2 separate regions of the Mus musculus genome follow, and region 1 is linked to region 2. Evidence: chromatin contacts called from public Micro-C data. All regions are on one chromosome and are shown on one strand. Each heading gives the region's core, a stretch centred on a gene start, on an enhancer-like site or on the middle of the called end of the contact. The rest is flanking DNA. Distances are from core to core; before and after follow the strand shown.

Region 1 (5,927 bases), core at 1,532-4,031, 63 kb after region 2:
CAAACTTTCCTGCTGACCCCCTGCAACTTCCAGAGCACCCAACGGGCCAACTGTAGGGCGTGCTTGCCTCTTCCTAGGGTAGAGCCAAAAGGCTGGACAAGAAGACAGGAAGGTGACATTCCTCATTAGGGACTCTGTCAACAACCCTGGATGTCCTTCTGTCCCTCCGTGTCTCCCTTCTCCTGCCTCACACCCCGCCTGGGCTCTGAACGTCTCCAATTACATTAATCAAGAGTTGGCAGGAGCTGGGCCAGCAATGCCAACCAGTAAACAGATCCCAGCCATCAGGAGCTCGTCAGAGCGCAGCCCCAGAGGAGGACCCTTCCAGACACAAATTCTTATTAGAGTTGTCAGATCTATTAAAATTCTTTTCACACTCCTGCGTTCTATCAGCCCCATCATTAGTATGGCCCTGGCCTCTGGGAACACCGGGGCCATATTAATCTACCATGTGCCCCATCCCTGCCCCCCTGCCCCCACCCACTCCAGGGACGGTTAGAGATGGGCAGATGGATGGACTTGGCCAGAGCCAGAAGATGTGGAGGTGTCTCTGGGAAGGAGAGAGGCCCTAGGAGCCAGGGGCAGGCGGGGTCTGCTGCACAGGAGTTAGGTCACGTGCATGTTTCAAACACACCTGAAATTGGCTCCTAATGACCAGGATGCAGGTGTGGCCACCAACAAAGCCAACCAACCCCTCTCTAGTAACTTCTCTAAGTCTCATTTCTATACTAAGACAGTGAGAATGACCATGCACACAGCCCTGTGTGGCAGCAGAGATGGGGCGCCAGCTAGCAATCATTTCTCTCCCCTCCCTGCATACGCATTTAGCAAGTTACACCTTGACTCTGCGCACATGGACAGCAGCACTCCCACACACGAGTGTGCACACGGGAGAGTGTGTACCCGATCAGTGCCAAGTGTCTTTCCCAGGCTGGCTCACCTGTGCTCCGAGGTAAGGAAGCTGAATCACAACTGCCTGGCTGTGGGACATTGGGAACACTGCTCTACCTCTTTGAGCCTAACAAACTGAGGACCAGGAGGTGGGGAAGCTCTGTGGCTGAGAAGCACGTATTTCACACAGAGCTGCATGGGCTAAACTCAAGCATGGGACAGGAGGCAGCAAGTGACAGGTGGATCAAGACCAACACAGGGGAGTCCAGAATGTGTGACTTTCAAAGCTTATTAGAGAACCTGGCCTCCTGTGTGCTTAGGGGTGTTGGCTGCTGGTTAACAGAAATGTGACATGTCCTTGGACTGCCCCAGAAGGTCAACAGAAAAAAAGGCAGTGTGGCTGGAAATGGCTGAGAGGATGTGCCTCGTCCCCAGACCCATTCTGCAGGTGGGAAAGCTGAGGCTGGGTGTGTGTGACAGCTGGGTGACACATGGTGGCCGAGGTGCCTCAGTAAGTGGCTGGAGACCATGGCCCTTGAGGAGCCCTGAGCTCTCCCTGCAGTAACGGAGGAGGAGGAGAAAGGAGGGGAGGAGGGAGGAAGGAGAGGGAGGGCAACTGCTTCTCCTTTCTGGCCTCCTGGGCCCCTTCTCTTTTGATCCCCCTCCTCCACCACCCCCATGCTGACTTTGGGGTTAATTTTATTTCCGAATTGGGCAGGCGCCCTGGAGCAGGGCAGGGGCTCCAGGCTCCGGGTGTGACTAACGCCTGCCCGGGGCCGGCCACATTGCCGCTGCTGCTCTCAAATGTTTTATCAAGAGCATGTGTGTCCTGTGTTGGACTGGGAACATGCGCTAGGTCAGGGGGTCAACCAGGGACGGCGTGGAAAGGCTTCCATGGACACTGGTGTGTCCTGCATGCAGATGATCGTGTAGTGCTGGGCTTCCCAAGCACACATTCACAGGCATGGTCCTGCACTCCCATAGGCACACACACAATTGCATACACAAGCATGCCCAGGCACTGCATATGAACACACCCAGGTATGCATATCATGTTCATGCGAGCATCTAAGTCATACCTAATCATAGATACCTTTAAGCACAAGTACATGCCAAAATATACATGTGCACACAACCACACTTATCTGCATATTGGTCGTACACTTTCAACACACACAAACACACACACACACACACATATGCCAGTGCACACACACACATATAGACACATCAGCCCATAAGAACCCACCTAAGAAAATTTAAACATGTGTGTATATTGCCACCATATACTCTCACATGTATGTGTGCCTGTGTGCTCCTACAAAGCCATATACACATATGCAATGTGTACACAGAACAGCCATTTGTATGTCCATGTGTACAGTTACATGTAAACGTATACACATTCAACACACGTTCACACACACACACACACACACACACAGACAACTCACTTATCTGGGAAGATGTGGGCACTTTGCAGCCACATCACTTGCACACAGTGTGCCTGCAGACGCTTTGGACTGTAACAATCCCGTGATGCATTCACACATACAAGCTTGCACATACGCACATGGGAGGTATAGGCCCACACAGCTGGCCCTCATTTAACCGTGGAGGCCAAGGCCATGAGGTTGGAGCGGGCTGGGGGCCTAAGGAAGCAAAGGTCAGTGTGGCAGGAGCAGGCAACAGCTGGAGAGGGTGCCCTTAGGCTGGAGGCCCCACTCTCTCCACACACCCTCCTGATTAGTTTGACACCAGCAGGTGAGGCCTTTGCTGAAAGGTGGCGCGAGGGCAGCCTTGTGACCTTTGGCTCCCCCATCCTGTCTGAGCCTGCCCTGCTGCTGGCCCCGTCAGGCGACGGCCAGAAGTTGCGGCCAAGCCAGGCTCGCCCAGCTGTTGATCTGAGAGTCTGCTGTTGCTCTATCAAGCCAAGACACCAAGGGGACAGTGGCTGGACTGGGTATGTGAGACCCTGGAGACTTGAGAGGCCTGTCACACAGAGAGCAGTCTGTACACAGCCATCCTCTTGCATTCGTGCCACATGCCGCTAGCTGTCCTACACTTGACCTGCGCCTAGCACCATGGGGAGCAGACTCAAGGATGTTTACTTAGTTTTATGTCATTCAAATGTAAAATCTGGTCTTTAATTTAGTTGGTTCTTGTTGAAACCCTATGAGCCTGTTTAGAAAGGCTTGGGTGTGCAGCATTGTGTCCCCACTAGCACCCTCCTGAAGCTTAAGTGTTGATGAAGGATAGCAAGTTCAAGCCCCATTTGGGCTACAGAATGAGTTCAGGCCAGTGTGGAGATCTTTGTGAACCTTGTCGCAAATATAAAGTAAGTAGAGGGTTGGGGATGTAGCTCAGTGGTGGCACTCATGCCTAGTTTGGGCAAGGTCCTGGGTTTAATTCCCAGTACCACCAAAGGACAGCAACAAAAGCCACTAAGTCGGAATGAAAGAATACGGACCATCTCCTGGGTATCGCCTGCGGATTGTGGGAACAGTGATCTGGGTATACTGGGTGAAATAGAACATGCTAATAAAAAAATCCTGCCCTTTCTCCTTATAAAGTGTGGCCTCTAAAGATTGTAGGAGCATTTGTGGGGAACTGGTGTGTGTGTGTGTGTGTGTGTGTGTGTGTGTGTGTGTGCACTCACACTCATATGTATGGTGTCCTTACTAAGAGGTGGGTCACTGCATCTGATGACCAGTTCAGAACATCTTAGGTCACCTCTGCTTCCATTATGGACCTCAGTTTTCCGGCCTGTGAAAGGGGCATCTGGGCCTATGAGATGGCTCAAAGGGGAAAAAACATAACCCTGAGTTTGATTCCCAGAACCCAAATAAAAGTAAAGAGAAAACTGCTCAAAAGTTGTCCTCTGACCTCCACTCAAGTGTCCCCACTCACATACACCACACACACACACATACAGAGACACACAGACACATACACACACACACACAAACACAGAGACACAGACACACATACATGCACGCTAATTTAATTTTAATAGAGGACTCGAGAGATGGCTCAGTGGTTAAGAGCACTGGCTGCTCTTGTCAAGGACCTGGGCTTAGTCCCCAGCACCCATAAAATGGCTCACAACCACCTGTAATTCTGTTCCAGGGGTTCTGATGCCCTCTTCTGACCCCTGCAGGTACTGCATACACATAGTACACAAACTCTCATACACATAAAATGATGAAATAAATTTTAAATTCTTCTAAAGAAAAAGACACCCTCCACCCTGACCAACGCCTTGCCCAGGAATGAGTCAGCCCCCTTAGAGATGGGTAGCAAGGAAAACACTCACTTTGGCCATACTGGCTGTACTGGTAGCCAGCCACAGGGTCCACACTGTAGCCAGTGGTGCTGTAGGTGGGTGGGCAGTAAGACTGGGACGTGGGCAAGCTGTCTCCTGGCTTGATGGAGTCGGCCCGTTGGCTGCAGCTGGCTGAGATGGAGGAAGCCGAGTCCAGGCCTCCATGCAGCGGGGAGATGGAGAAGTCGGCCTGGGGCTGTGGAGGCACGGCACTCGGGTTGCTAAGGATGCTCATGACCTGCAGGAGAGATAGGCAATGCATACCAAAGGCTGGACCCTGGGGCACGAGCATGCAGGGATCAGGCAGGTCAGGGCACACACTACCCACACATGCCCAGGGCAGACCTCAGCAGGATCACAGCCTAGTGTGGGAAATGGCAGCTCATCTCCAGTGTTTTTCCTGCCCACGTGGGAGCCCAAGGGGCTGTTTTCCAGTAAGAGCTCCGGGAGCAGGGCAGGCGCTTGCTTTGTTACTTCTATGTCCCTATGGCCTAGTTTGAGGGGTTACCCTCTACTTTCTGCTGAATGTATGCCTGAATAAACCAATAAGTGCAGAAATGAAAGAACTAATTACACAAGGGACATCCTGAACCTATCAGCTGGATGGATGAATGGCTTGATGAACGCCCACAGACATGAATGATAACTTAATGACTAGATAAGCGGAACCTGGACCTATCAGCTGAACGAATGAATGAGGACACCAGCTAGATAAGAGGAACTCGAAGTTATCAGCAGAATGAATGAATGAACGAATCAGTCAGTCAATGGATGCATGAATGAATGAACTAACTTCATAAAGGGCATCCTGAACCTACCAGCTGAGTGAGTGAAGAAATGGATGAATGCACAAATGAGTGGGTATTTACATATGTAAATTAACAAATGCACTAACTATACAAGGCTCTGGATAGATCAGTTATATTAATGAATGAGTGAGTGAATGGATGAATTAGTGAGTAAATGAGTGAATGAATGAGTGAATGAATGAATGAGTGGATGAATGAATGAATGAATGAGTGGATGAATGAACAAATGAGTTAAGAATGAAAGATTGAGTGAATGAATGAACTAATGGATGAATGAATGAGTGAATGAATAAGTAAATGAATGAATGAGTGAGTGAATGAGTAGTGAATGAATGAATGAATCAGTGGATGAATGAATGAGTGAGTAAATGAATGAGTAAGAAAATAAGTGAATGAGTGAGTGAATGAATGAACTAGTGGATGAATGAATGGATGAATGAATGAGTGAACGGGCTGTAGGTAGGTAGGTAGCACTTAGGGCCTATCAGGGATGCTTAACCTACAGTCCATCAGGCTGAATGAATGAATGCACACATGAATGAGAGATAGATTTGCACGGAGCTATCAGCTGAAGGGATGAATAAATGAATGAACGCATGCATGAATGAACAAATACACTCACTAGCTAATGGACACCCCGGGCCTATCAGCTAAAGGGGCAAATGAATAAATGAATGAACTAATGTGTGCATGAATTGAGGCATACATTCCTCAGTGTCCTATCTAGATGATGGTGTCTGGACAATCACGGAGCTTTCCTCCAGTAGCTAGAGGGCCGTGCCTCCCGCATCACACTGGGATGGCCCATCTTCACACGCACACATGTACACACTCACTCGTCTTCCTCGTTTAACGCCCCCATGCCTGTGCTGTGCTTAAGACCCGGTGCCATTCACGACTTT
Region 2 (6,229 bases), core at 1,526-4,025:
AGAAGAGTTTATTTTGGCTTACATTTCCTAAGTGGGAGTCCATAATGGCGGTGAAGGCATGGCAGCAGGTTGGCCAGAACAGGCAGCTGAGAGCTCACATCCCTTACTACAAACACAAAGCCGAGAGATTGAAAGGGAAGGAGGGAAGGCTGTGGCTCTCAAAGCCTGCCTCCTGTGATGTGCATTCTCCAACAAAGCTGTACCACCTCCTTAATCAGCCCCGCTGACTGGCGACTCTCCAGGAGTGTCCAGGTTCAGTGTCACCCACATGGGGTTCTCTGTTCCCTGGTACAGTCCCTCCTAGATGCATCTCAGCCACCCTGGGCAGAGGATCATGGTGGAGATGCTAGTGATGTGTTTAAGTTAGCTAGGTGGCCATAGGGGCATGACAGAGATGGTCATGGATGCATTGAGTATGGTGTCGTTATTGATGAGGATGATAATGGTGCTGATGGTGATAATGGGGGTGATGCTGATGAGGGTGGTGATGATAGAATTATGGTGACAGCGGTGGTGATGGTGACAGCGCTGATGGTGACAGCGTTGGTGATGGTGGTTGTGATGGTTTGTATATGCTTGGCCCAGGGAGTGGCCCTATTTGGAGGAGTGGCCTTGTTGGAGTAGATGTGACCCTATTGAAGTAGGTGTGCCACTGTGGGTGTGGGGGCTTTAATAACCTCATCCTAGCTTCCTGGAAGTCAATATTCTGCTAGCAGCCTTCAGATAGAGATGTAGAACTCTCAGCTACTCTAGCGCCATGCCTGCTTGGACACTGCCATGTTCTCACCTTGAACATGGACGGAACCTCTGAACCTGTAAGTCAGCCCCAATCAAATGTTGTCCTTATAGGAGTTGCTTTGGTCACGGTGTCTGCTCACAGCAGTGAAACCCTAGCTGAGACAGTGGTCATGGTGACATCCAGGATGAATTTTTCCAATCCTTACTTTCCCTTCACTGAAGTGGAAACTTAAGGGTTCTTTGGAAAGTCAGTTGGATGGTGTTTGCCTGGAGCAAACACGGGAAGGAACGTTTAGCTGAAGTGGATGTAGGTGAAAGGCTAAGGCAGACTTGTGAAGGAATGTTTGGCTAAAGTAGACACAGGAGAGAGGATGTTCTGCTAAAACAAGCATGTGAAAGGACCCATGATGAAGGATTCTTTGCTAACAACACACATGTATCGGTCTGCCTTACATCGCATAGTTGAGCTGCATTTGTCAGGACTCCATAGAGGGAAACTCTTCTGGTGGTGTGCTGCAGTTTTTTGCTGCTTCTGCGGACTTGGGCTGATTGGCAGAGGGAATGTCAGCTGAGACAGACGCATGTGCTGAAGCAAGACCCATGCTGAGGCAAGACCTGTGGAGGACACAGTGATGTTTGGAGAGAGTATAAAAGGACTTGACGGATGGTGACGAAGGCTGAGCTTGGCTTGCTTCTAGAACCAGCTGTGCAATGCTTGGATCTCAAGTCTTTGCTGATCTTCACTTCCCAGAGAGAGGCACAGCCCAAAACTTTTCCTGGTGTCCCTCTTGCTGCTGACTTGTGCCAAGGCTGAGGCCTGGCTGTCTCTGCTAGGTAGTGTCACCACTGCTGATTCGTGTTTGCTATCCCGACTCTACCGAACTGGACTGTTCTGTATCCATGAAGTGTTTGCGAGTGGATCGAGCTGCTGCTGTCTGCTGATCTGAACTGCAGATCTCCAGACAGCACAGGAGGGAGTTGCTCAAAACAAAACAAAACAAAACAAAACAAAAACCACATTTCTAAACAGGTCCACTTGCCTCGCATCCTTTTTTTCCCACTACCTCTGGTGGGTGGTGGGCTACAAGGAAGGGTAAAGCATTTAAGAACCATCATTAAAAATAGGTTTGGAAAAATGAAAGTTACAGTTCACAATTTCATACATGCATACAATGTACTTTGACCCTATTCACCCCCCACTGTCATCCTATCCCTTCTCCTGATCACCCTCTTCTTCCCAGCCCGCCCCCCACTTACTCAACCAAAGGGAAGAAGGGAGCCAGGTTTGGGGGAAGGGAGAGCTTTGGGCTAGACAATTGGGTCCTGGGATAGGGCTCATCCCAGCTCCTCTCCAGACTCAGTGACCTGTCTGTCACAGGGGTGGTGTATTTGGTCACCTTCCTTGTTACTAGGGCATAATACCTGGTAAGACATGACTTAAATGGGAGAAGGCCTTATTTGGTTCATGGTTTAGTTCATGAGGTGCAGTCTATCATGGTGGGGAAGGCATGTGGGCAGAGTGAGTTGGCCGGTTGTCGGCTCTTTGCCAGCAGGTCCAGGAGAGAGGAGAGAACCCGGTCCAGCCTGGTCTGTCTGGGGCTGAGTGGGATGGCCCAGGCAGGGAGTCTTGTCAAAGAAGGACCTCACTTTACTAAACTGGGCACTTACTTATATAGAGAAGTCAATAAGGTAGGGATAGGGGTATGGGGTGAGATGACCTATGGGGTGGAGTGAGGTGATGAGGGGGTGCGAGGTGATCTCACGGGGCCTATAAGAAATTGACACATCAGTGGTAGCTAGGCAGAGGCAGTCTCATTCCGGCCGGTAGGTCATGCTGAGTCATTCTCAAAGAGGAGGAGAATGACAGGTCTCAAAAATTGAGCCAGGCTTTGGTTTGTCCTCAAGGCCCAAACCAAGGCCAAATAGGGCCCAACATGGGTCACGTGGCATCTGTAGTCAGAACCCAGTGAGAGACGGGTCCAAGGTCCCAGGCCACAGGATAATGCGGTCCACAGGATGGCGCCACCCACAGGGTAGTACCGCCCACAGGATGGCTCCGCCTACAGGGTAATACCACCCACAGGATGGCTCCGCCCATAGGGTAGTACCACCCACAGGATGGCTCCGCCCACAGGGTACTGCCACCCACAGGATGGTGCCGCCCACAGGGTGAGTCTTCCCAGGTCACTTAAATGTCTCTAGAGACCTGTCCAAAAGGATGTTTTCATTATTTCCAAACCGGTCGCGTTGATAACGAGGACAAACCATTCCAGGCTTGCTGGACCAGCCTGTCTGCAGTGTTCAGTGAGAGCCCTGAATATGGGTATCTACTTCTGTGGCCTCACATGTTCTTTGCCCCGGGGCCTCCATACTTCCAAGCCACTTCACCCAACTGCCAGCCTCGTTATCTGTGCCAGCCAGTCCTCGCCCACAGGGAGGGTGGTACTCAGCCTGAGAACGTGAAGCAGAATTAGAATTTGAGGGATGTGTTTTGAGTGAAATCCCATGATCTCTTTACCTAGTCAGCGCTGGACTTGAAACCTCAGTTTCCCCAGTTATGAACCCTGAAGGGAGGAGCTCTTCCCAGGTTGCTCTAAAGACGAAACCTATTAGAGGCCACAGGGCAGGGATGTTCCTGCAACTCCCACTGGTTCTCAGGGTCATGCCTTGGCCTCTGGGGTCCTTCAGAAATGGATCCCATTGGACCCCATGTGTTCTCTGAAGGGCAGTCCCAGAAGCTGACAGCAGATGGCGATGTTGGTCTCATTCTTGGGCCTCTCAGGTTCCCTTCTCCAGGGACTGGAGAGCTGGGACAGATGGACAGGCAGACAGACACTCGATATGCACACAAAACATGGAGACACATGGAAGAGCACAAAGCTGTTTTATATTAAAGTGTCATGCAAATGTGCAGCCTAGTTAGGTTCTAGTACCTCATGTGTTTTTACATGTCATGGGTGTCATGGCCTCTGTCAAACTTGACATGTGTGTGAGACAGAAAGCAAGAGCAGAGATGAGCACAGGGCAGCTGTGTTGGTTTGGGCACATGGGTGCCTGAGTCTGTGCCTGTGTGCATAGGAGGCTGCGGGATTGTGAGGGGATGGGTGTGTAAGGACTCTTGTGCCTCAGCCGTGTGTGGAGAGATATGTGGATGGATGCCTGTGTGTGCACATGCATGCAGCTTATGTGTGTGCATATATTTATGTTTATATTTGTGTTTCCTGTGTGTTTGTGTGCATGTACACGTGTGCGTTTATCACAACCCTTTCTTAGAGAATGACGGGAATCAAGACCAAGGGACTGAATAGGAGACTCAGCTGCTCTTGCAGAGGGCTGGGTCCAATTCTAGCGTCCACAACTGTCTGCATCTCCAGTCCAGGGGATCAAGTGACCTCTCCTGGCCTCCACAGGCTCTTACATATACATACATACATACATACATACATACAAGCAAAACAATACACACATACACAGAATGAAAATAACAGGATTTTTTAAAATCCCAAGAGGTGTAAACAACAAGGTGGCTTGAAGAACAGGGCAGTGTGAAAGTCAGGTTTGAGCTGCCATTGACCTCTGTGTAAGAGAATGGCCACTTCAGGCTGACCCAGGACCTAGATACCCCATCCAGGTTGGGCACTCACTAGAGTCTTCCAAAACCAGCAGGGGGCCGCTCTGTCACTATTGCTATGGGTGACACTAGTGCATCTGCGTGCTGTGTGTACCTAACACCCTTGGTACACAGATAGGGAAACTGAGGTTCTGTGTGGAGAGGAACTTGCTGGTGTCATAGGGACCAGAGCGTTAGTGTCCGGGGTGGAAGTCCCCACCATGAGACCCACCCTTGTCCAAGCCAGTGGAGGAACAGTGCTGAGTGAGGGTCAGCCTACCCAAGACCAGGTGAGCAGTGGCTGGCGTGTGTGAGACAGGGTGACGGAGGGAAAGTGACTCGGGTCTGAGGGCTGGTGTTAGTGCTGAGGCCTGTGGGGTGAGGTGGGACATAGTTATGGGGAGAGCACCTTCCTGCCAGAGAGAGCCATGAGTGGGAGGTAGGTGTTGGCCAAGCAAGGGCCAGGCCCTCCTCAAGGGATTTGACCTTAGGATAGCAGGTAGTGTGAGTTGTATGTGTGTGTGGTATATGTATGTGTTGTGTGTGGTGTGTGCATGGTATGTTGGGTGTATGTTTTACAAGTATGTGTTTTGTGTGTGTGTGTTGTATGTGTGTGTGTTGTGTGTATAGTATGTGTGTGTTGTGTGTGTGTGTGTTTTGTGTGTTGTATGTGTATTGTATGTGTGTGCTGTGCTGTATGTGTGTGTTGTGTTTGTGAAGTATATGTGTGTTGTATGTATGTGTTGTGTTGTATGTGTGTGTGTTGTGTTGTATGCATGGTATATGTGTGTGTGGTATGTTGCGTGTGTTCTGTATGTATACATGTGTGTTGTTGTGTATGTGTGTATATTGTATGTATGTGTGTTGTGTTGAGTGGTGTGTGTGTGTGAGTATGAGTGTGTGTGCTGCCTGGGGTGAGAAACATCAGCAGAAATGGTCCATATCTGATTTGAGCCTGAACGATCCTAAGATGCAAGCCCAGCTTGGTGGCACATGCCTCTCAGCCTGCCAGTCAGGAGGCTAAGGCGGGAGGGTCCTGAGTTCAAGCTCAGCACCCGCACAGAGGGAGATGCTATCTCAGAAAAGGAAGCAAACAAACAAAGGGCCTGGATGTAGTTACGAGAATATTCGGGGGTGGGGAGAGGGTCTGGTGGTTCTGCGGATGATGTCCAGCGTGTAGCAGGCATTATGAAAAGCAGCATAGTTTTTAGCCTAGACAGCTTGGCCACGTAGAGAAGAGAGTTTGTACTGAGTCCCTGTACAAGGCCCCTCGGGCCTGTCCCTTCTGTGTATTCCTGCCCCCAGTCTCCTTTGCCACTGCAGTGCTTGGCAGGGCTTGTCTCAAGTATAGAACCTCTGTCCAGGCTAAAGGCTGAAAGCCCAGGTCTCCTCTTATAAACTAGATGACATCAATCAAAATGTGTTTCTGAACACCTTCATTTCCCTCTCTGTGACACAGGAGAAGGCTGCTTCTCAGAGCCTGACAGGCGATGGGGCGGTAGTGGGGACTCGTGGGATGTGCACAGCCCAGGACAGGCCATCAGGGCTGTGTGCACTGACCATTGGGCTGCACTGACCCTGCGCAGACCCTTGCCTTTCTGAACTGTGGTGTCTCCTGGCCTAGAGTCCCCAGGGTGGTGCGAGCTCATGGGATATGAGAAGTGCCTGAAGAGGGCGGGTAGAATGTCTTCCCACCTGCTCCACAGAGAAGTGGCTTCAGTGGACAGCGACAAGGCAGGGAGGGTGCCAGGGTTAGCACAAGGCTACCTACTCCAACACCACATCTTTTCTTCTCCAGCTCCCTCTTTCCAAGCTGCTTTAGAAACTTCCCAGCATTCCTTGTTGTCTCCTCTGCACATTAGAATGTGAATTGAAGCAACC

Evidence for each region. A called contact is a pair of places that touch in the nucleus more often than the background predicts.
Region 1: a contact with region 2 is called in a Micro-C map of muscle stem cells, with 1.7 times the contacts expected there. The contact joins two enhancer-like sites. A contact is called at or near these places in 2 of 15 datasets of contacts at CTCF or cohesin (large pre-B cells and pro-B cells), 18 of 484 Hi-C or Micro-C datasets (the 63-12 cell line, the AML12 cell line, the C2C12 cell line and 14 more), 3 of 115 datasets of contacts at active chromatin or transcription factors (embryonic stem cells, large pre-B cells and pancreatic cancer cells) and 1 of 9 other capture datasets (embryonic stem cells).

What each region holds. Positions count from the first base shown.
Region 1 is chr4:139,744,725-139,750,651 of GRCm38.p6, forward strand. It overlaps Pax7 (paired box 7), which reads right to left. Exons shown (of 9, transcript NM_011039.2): 8 at 4,208-4,454. Among named protein-coding and RNA genes, the nearest start is that of Gm42334, 13 kb to the left of the region's middle. Within about 2 kb of position 2,782, at least 9 of the 459 cell types and tissues checked have an H3K27ac peak or open chromatin away from gene starts, as enhancers often do. A contact at or near this core is called in muscle stem cells, where this site is marked.
Region 2 is chr4:139,681,331-139,687,559 of GRCm38.p6, forward strand. No RefSeq gene overlaps it. Among named protein-coding and RNA genes, the nearest start is that of Tas1r2, 31 kb to the left of the region's middle. Within about 2 kb of position 2,776, at least 15 of the 459 cell types and tissues checked have an H3K27ac peak or open chromatin away from gene starts, as enhancers often do. A contact at or near this core is called in muscle stem cells, where this site is marked.